Linked DNA regions of Mus musculus: region 2 is linked to region 1. Evidence: chromatin contacts called from public ChIA-PET data. All regions are on one chromosome and are shown on one strand. Each heading gives the region's core, a stretch centred on a gene start, on an enhancer-like site or on the middle of the called end of the contact. The rest is flanking DNA. Distances are from core to core; before and after follow the strand shown. Region 1 holds the start of Ofd1 (OFD1, centriole and centriolar satellite protein). Region 2 overlaps Gm15232 (predicted gene 15232).

Region 1 (3,522 bases), core at 259-2,758:
GAAAATAAGGATTTCAGGCAACCTGAGGAAACAGGAAAAGGATCCTCATATAATCTAAATTTTAAAATGATATACACGCCTAACAGCAGTTTGTAGTTATAATATATGATTTTTCTCTCTTCTGCCTTTCTGTATTTTCCGGACAAGTCTTAAATATTTGTATGTAGTAAAACAAGAGTGGGAAAAATTGGGCTCACCTTTCCTTAATTTCCAATTCTATATGTAAAATATAGTCTAAAAGGTATATTGTAAGGAAACACATTGAACTAACTCCATCCCTTGCTGCTACCCAAACTTAAGATGTTCTAATAAACAGTTGCTATTCATTTAAAATATCCACACTCTAAAATATCTTATGTGTACTTACTATTACTGACACAGGGTATCACTATGAAGTCTTGGCTGACCTGGAACTGGCTATTTGGCCCAGCTACCCTCACAAGAGATGTGCCTTCCTCTGCTTCCGAAGAACTGGGATAAAGGCGTGTGACAAGACACCTGGTACCATTCCACTATAGATTTTTTTCTAGGGAGTATCATGAAACAGACTGGGCTTCATTTTGTTGTTCTCAGACATGTAGACCACAGTACTCTGCTCACATTACCCTCTGCAGTCCGTTCCTCGCAAGTCCCCCTCCTGCTCACTACATAGACGTAGCATGATCAAAGCGAGACTGGGAACAAGATTTGTAACAGCAGCTTAGTTTTATGGCAATGTGTTCATTATACAGGTTATGTGCTACCTTAATGAATGAATTTAAATGTGGAGCCACCTGCGGTTAAAGGTTACACTTGTGGAAGTATAACGACACGATTGTGCCTAAATCTGATACCTGAAGTGTGTCCAGTACACCCCGATCCTTAAACGTCTGGTATAGCTTTTTGCGCAGTTCATCTTGACTCAACACATCAGACTTGTGGGGCATGTTGGACTGAAAAGAGAAAATGATGGGTTACCTAGTGTCAACGTGGACCTGAATTTCAGAAATCAGTGACCTCACCGGAAGCCCTAAGATGCTTAACGGACATCAAAACAAAGAGATGTCCAATCGGAAAAACCCTGGAAAGTGGCAGGTGGAACTACCTGAGCCATCCTCATCTGCTTTCCTCCCGAGCTCGCCCCTCCACGGTCGGACTCCTCGGCCCGGGCCGGGGCGCAGGAGGAGAGGGAGCCCTTGACCTCGGAATCCAGCTTGTCTCTGGGGACCTAGGGGAGCAAGAGAGCTAAACATTCAGCCCCTAACTCGTCAAGCAGCCGCGCTTCCTCCCACGGTATGGGAAGGGTGGGCGGGTCCGCGAGCCAGGAGGGACTCTGGACGGAATAAAGACGGAAACGACAAGCGAGGGCCCCGAAGCGGCCGCTCAGTCGGCAGTTTTCCCTGCTCCGTAGCTCATCCCTACACTGCCCGCCGCCCGCCGCCTGCTCCGCCCGCTCCGGCCGCTCGGCCCGCTCGGCCGGCTCAGCCTAACCGCCCAGGCTTTGGCCCTCCGTGACGCCTGCGCGCTCTTAGGCGAGCAGTCCCGGCCACGTCTCGCGAGAGCATAGCCTCAGATCTCGCGAGAGTGATTTTGGGACTCCCAGGCTGAGGCTCCCGAGCGCAGATTAAAGAGGCGGCCGGTTCTCATCTCGGCTCCTCCCTACAGGTGAGCTCTGGAGGGAAGCAGGCGGCGGGCGTTCCGGGTCCGCGGGGGCATCCAGGCCTCCCGTGATGCGAACAGTGGTCTTCTACCTCTACCCAGCCCTGACTCGGGACAGCACGCCCAGCCCCCCGGCGCCGAGTAATCCCCGTTCTCCTAGTTGGTATAGCCTCCGTGTCCCCTTGGAGGGGACCTCCGCGCACTGGGACGGAGGCTTGGCGTTCTCCAGGTCGCTAACGCAGTGCATCTTCATTGCAATGCCATTGCCCTTTGCAGCCGGTTTACTGTAGAAAGCGGTCTCGGGCATCGTAGGTTGACCGCATCCTTGGTCAGTTTCCATTAAATGCCAGTGGTACCCTACCTCGCCCTCCAGACTTTGACAGATGCTCTCAAAGAGGGCAAAAGCGCATCTCCTTGAGAAGCACGGAGCTTCATTTTATAGAAAAGCCCCACTAGTTTTGCTGATCTGTGGGGCAAGTTGAATTTACAGCTGTCAGGAGCAAGTTTCTGAAAGGTTCCTCCATAGAGAGATTTGCTATAAATATGGACGGCTTTGAACTGGGGTGCATGCGTTTTATCTTGTGTTTGCCTGTTAACTAAAATGTTTAACTTGTAAGGATTTCTAAATTCATCCTGCTCTTGCACTAGTAGTCTTCCACCATTGCACCATATGAATTTTTAGCTTCCTGGTAACTTCAGATGTCAGCCCTGGGCTTGGCCTTTACAGCAGTTTAGAATAAGCCTGTCAAGTCTAGAGTTAAAAAAAAATACTTGATCTTGTGTATGTACTGCACTCCCTCAAACCCATACCAGACATGAATAATTGATCATAGCCATTCGACCACACTGTTTCTCAGCACCAACTCCTGACAGCCATACCAGACATGAATAATTAATTGATCACAGCCTTTCACTGCTGACCACACAGTTTCTCAGCACCAGCTCCTGGCAGCCATACCAGCAAAGCAGATTTTGCTCATAAGGAACCACGAGCTATCCCTAGTCAAATCCCTTTCCTACTAGACATTATATTTCAAGAATATACTAAACACCCACCACAGAACACTTCATCCTCACTTAGCTTAAAACACCCTCGACTGGCTCCTTCAGTTGCTCTTATTTTGTTTTGTTTTCAGACCATTCATTGTCTAAGTCCCCACCCACCCCCCTGCTCCCAACATATTGTTTAAAGGTATCCATCATTTGAAATTATGATTTCCAGAACTAAGTATTTTCACAGGAGATGTAATGAGGATGACAGCAGCACTTTCCACACCTTGTTTGGGCACTGTCTTCACTCAGTTTTTGGTTGTTTTGTACTTTTAGATTTATTTTAGAGGTGTGTGTGTGTGTGTGTGTGTGTGTGTGTGTAATGAGTACAGGTACCCACAGAGTCCAGAAGAAGGCATTAGATCCCATAGAGCTGGAGTTACAAGCAATTGTGAGCTGCCTGATGTAGGAGCTGGGATTGAACTTGTGTCCTCTGCAAGAGCAGTATGTTCTCTTAACTGCTGCACAATCTTTTTGCCCCAGCGGTCTTAATCTTTATTCAGCCTAGAATTCTTTAGCTTTTCTTTCTTGACATGTCAGGCTGCTGCTGCCTCACTGAGCAATAAATCCAAACTTTTCGATTCTCATTTCTTTTTCTCTAGGGTTCTCTCCTTTTGTTGTACAGTTGGTTTGTTGTTACTGGTTTTAGTTTTTTGAGGCAGAGTCTCATACTGTGGCCTAGCTGGACCAACTCATAATTGTTCTCTTGTTTTAGCCTCCCTAGTGCTGGGTTTAAAGATGTGAACCACTGTAGCTGGCTTCTGCTGATTTTAAAACTCAAGTACAAGACTATATATATCTCAGTCTCTTATATCTTAATAATTTTATGCAACA
Region 2 (3,522 bases), core at 431-2,930, 650 kb after region 1:
ACTGAGCTGTCCTTTTTTATTTTTCATCATAGCTGTTTTAGGCCAGGTACCCCAGGCTTGTCTTGAACTCTTTATGAACACAAGGGTGATCTTATGTTCCAATGGCAAAGATTCCTTCAAGGTTTGATAGCTAGAGATGTACTGAGACAGATTTTAGGTGAAATATTCATGACTCTTGCAGCCCACCATTTGAAGTTGGGTTAGGAGATCAATCAACAATACTAATTCTTTACTTTTAAATAAGTTACAGGTGAGAGGTCTCTGAGATTAAAGCTCACGAGTCTCTGCGTTTAGCACTTTCATAAAAGTAAGATATGAGGTCATAACTTAGGAATCTGGCCTTACTAGCAATTCCTTACCTCAGGGTTGCTTCAGGCTAGGATCATAGCACTTTAAGGAAGATACTAAATAGGATATAAGATGTGGCCCATCCCCTCTACTAGGAGAATAGCTTTGTTTCCTTTCTGTTGCTATGATAAAATACCTTATCAGACCAACGTAAAGGAGAAAGGGATTATTAGGTTCACAATTCCAGGTTATCGTACATCATGATTGAGAAGCCAAAGTGGTAGGAGCTTAAATCAGCTGGCCCCATCACGTTCATAACTGGAAAGGAGAGAGTCACGAACACATGCTGTTCCACTTAATGGCTCCATTTTATACAGTCCAGGGCCCCTGTCCATGCAACAGACCTTTCAGCAGTTAAAATAGGTCTTCTTACATTGGTTAATTTGTGTAAGAGAATTTCTAAGAGGCATTCTGTGATATTAATAGTAATCTACACAGCCCCTCACAGGTGTGCTCAGAGGCCTGTCTCCCAGGTGTCAATTTGGCAATTGATATTGACCATCACCAACAGCATCTTGATGCAACATTTTAAACTCCAGATCCTCCTTGACCTATCAAGATCCGGGATTATACATATGTCCCATCACTCTCATGTATTCTATCCTGGGGGTTGAGTCCAGAGTCTCCTGTATGCAACACAAGCACTCTAGCAACTGAGCTATTGCCTAGGCCCATTTTTATATTTTCAATAATTGAAATGTCAGTATAAGAATTCATATCACTGGGTGGAGACAGTTAGACAACAAAACAGCACATATGAAGCCATCCCAACATTGTTTCAACATTAAGTAGAGCTGGCGTGGCAGTGCATGCTGCATGAGACCCTGGTCACAAAATTAAGCAAATACAGATTAGAATAAAAGCAATCAAATTATGTAGAAAGAGCAAACTCTTGAACGAATTCATACTAAGAGAGCTGGAGGTAATGGATGATTTTCATTTACCTCCTCTTCCTTCATTTTCTTCTTTTGGTTTTGAGATGGGGGTCTCACTGTGTAGCACAGGCTAGCCTTAAACTCACTATACAGCTTAGTCTGGTATTAAACTTCCAATAATCCTCCCACGTCAGCTCTAACTACATGCATTAGCTACCATGGCTGATCAACTTTAAATGTTTTGTACAGTGAAAGGATAGGAATTGGATAATGTCTTACACAATAACAATGGTATACAGACATAAGGAAAGGAGATCCTGTGTTCACAGTCAGTGTGGTGCCTAGGCTCTAGAGCAAAGAGCCACTGACTGACTGCCTTGCTCTGCTCTGCTTGAGGGCTCCTCCCTCCTCGCCACTGGCCCTGTTCTGTCTGCTGATCTTGTGAGTCATCCTTTGCTCTATTTCCCACCACACCCAATCCCCTGGGTGAGTTACTGCTCACTTCCTTGACTTCAAGTTGTTGTCCACAGTAGATCAAAGTTCAGACTGTAGAAATTTTACTCAGCATTTATATTACTAAGCTACTCTTTTCTACCATGGAGCTTTTATCTACTATGACAATTCATGCAGTCATTGCATCTCCTCCTCCCTCCTATAGCACTGCAAATATGCCTTCTGCAAACATCTGAAAAGTCCCTCTCTGTAGGGATTGTATGGACTTCCCTAACTTCTGTCATAAGAATAAACAGCTATGCCCGGCTATAATTCTCTTCCTGAAAGATCAACCATCTTCAATGACCCTTCTGCCTCTCCTTTCTATCCCCACCCTTTTGATACGATAGAAGTTTAAATTAACCTGTTCTGCTAAAACAACGAAGTACTACAAATAACCTAGCTGTGCAACCAAAGGGGATGAGGTGAAAAGCAATATTGCAAGTGTTATGAGCTTAGGCTCCGGGGGAGCAGGAGAGCTAACAGTAAAAAGTACTTTCCTTGCAAACACGAGGTCCTAAGAGTTCAGTCCTTAGAACCCATGTTAGAAAAATGGCTAAGAATTGGAGGGGAATGTGATCAAAATACATATATGAAATTCTCAATTAATAAAAATATTGCTAAAATTGAGTGCAGTGATTAATAAAATAATAAAAATAAATTAATAAAAATATTTTTAAAAATTGAGTGCAGTAACACTGAGTCTCTTGAGGCAGCCAGACTAACCTTTGTGGTGAGGTTTCCGGCCAATGAGAAACTTTGTCTCCAACAGATGGACAGATGCCAAAAAGAACCCTCCAACACACCTCCAAACTGAATTAAAAGAACAAGTTTCAGTATTCCAGGACAACACATATAATATAATTATTTTACTTTTATGTTAATGAGACCAGCTCTCTGTAGCCCAGGACAGTATGAAACACATAATCATAAGCTGACCTCAAATTCATGGACAATCCACTTGCCTCAGTTTCCCCAGAAACCACACACAGCTTTGTTCCCATTTTTTTTAACATAAGTAGATCATCTACATAGGTTATATTGCTATTAGTAGTTTCTAGAAGATACTTTTAAGAGATTTTATTTATTGATAGTCCATTTCTCTTCTTATCTAATATTTTGTGTTAATTATGAATGACTTAAATATTTTAGAGTAAAGAAAATAATTTTCTGCTTGTCTCATAGGATTCTATAGCTTCTGGTTTCAGGTCCCTTTATGGAAGGCACACATGGTTCAGACTACTGTTTATTTGCTTGCCCTGCCTTGGGGGCGAACTATATTTAGATAGAAGTTGACCATTTTGGTTTTACTTTACTTATAAATTTGTTTCCTTCAGTATCTATTTTCATGTAAGCTTAAGGGTGTCACAGTTCAGCTCAGGCAAGCAAGAGTATATAGGTATTTTGGGTCACCTATATTTACCAGAGCTCAAAGTGCTTAAGTAGATTTAGAATATTTGGTAACAATTCATAACCAATAGAAACATTTGTTCTGGGGATACAGCTCTCATTTGCCTAACATATGTGAGACCCTGTGCTCATCCTTCAGCATCTCATAAAACTTGGCATGGTACCTGTCTATCCAAGCATCTCTAGAAGCAGGATTATCTGAAGCTCAATGTCATCTTTAGCTACACAGTGAGCGCGCACGCGCTCTCTCTCTCTCTCTCTCTCTCTCTCTCTCTCTCTCTCTCGCGCGCGCGCGCACACACACACACACACACACACACACTGATTGGCATTCCAGCATCACTCATTTGACATGCAAATAATCAAGATAAATTCTACTTTTGTCCTGAAAAATGAT

Evidence for each region. ChIA-PET counts read pairs in DNA pulled down with a chosen protein or histone mark.
Region 2: a contact with region 1 is called in an RNA polymerase II ChIA-PET map of memory CD8 T cells, with 11 read pairs. The contact joins the enhancer-like site here to the promoter of Ofd1 in region 1. A contact is called at or near these places in 3 of 115 datasets of contacts at active chromatin or transcription factors (effector CD8 T cells, memory CD8 T cells and pro-B cells).

What each region holds. Positions count from the first base shown.
Region 1 is chrX:166,439,196-166,442,717 of GRCm38.p6, forward strand. Ofd1 (OFD1, centriole and centriolar satellite protein) reads right to left here and starts at 1,509. Exons shown (of 23, transcript NM_177429.3): 1 at 1,085-1,509; 2 at 834-932. The coding sequence starts at 1,099. Trappc2 (trafficking protein particle complex 2) reads left to right here and starts at 1,560. Exons shown (of 5, transcript NM_025432.4): 1 at 1,560-1,644.
Region 2 is chrX:167,090,386-167,093,907 of GRCm38.p6, forward strand. Gm15232 (predicted gene 15232) reads right to left here. Exons shown (of 4, transcript NR_168066.1): 3 at 2,442-2,528. Among named protein-coding and RNA genes, the nearest start is that of Gm15232, 10 kb to the right of the region's middle. Within about 2 kb of position 1,681, at least 164 of the 459 cell types and tissues checked have an H3K27ac peak or open chromatin away from gene starts, as enhancers often do. A contact at or near this core is called in effector CD8 T cells, memory CD8 T cells and pro-B cells, where this site is marked.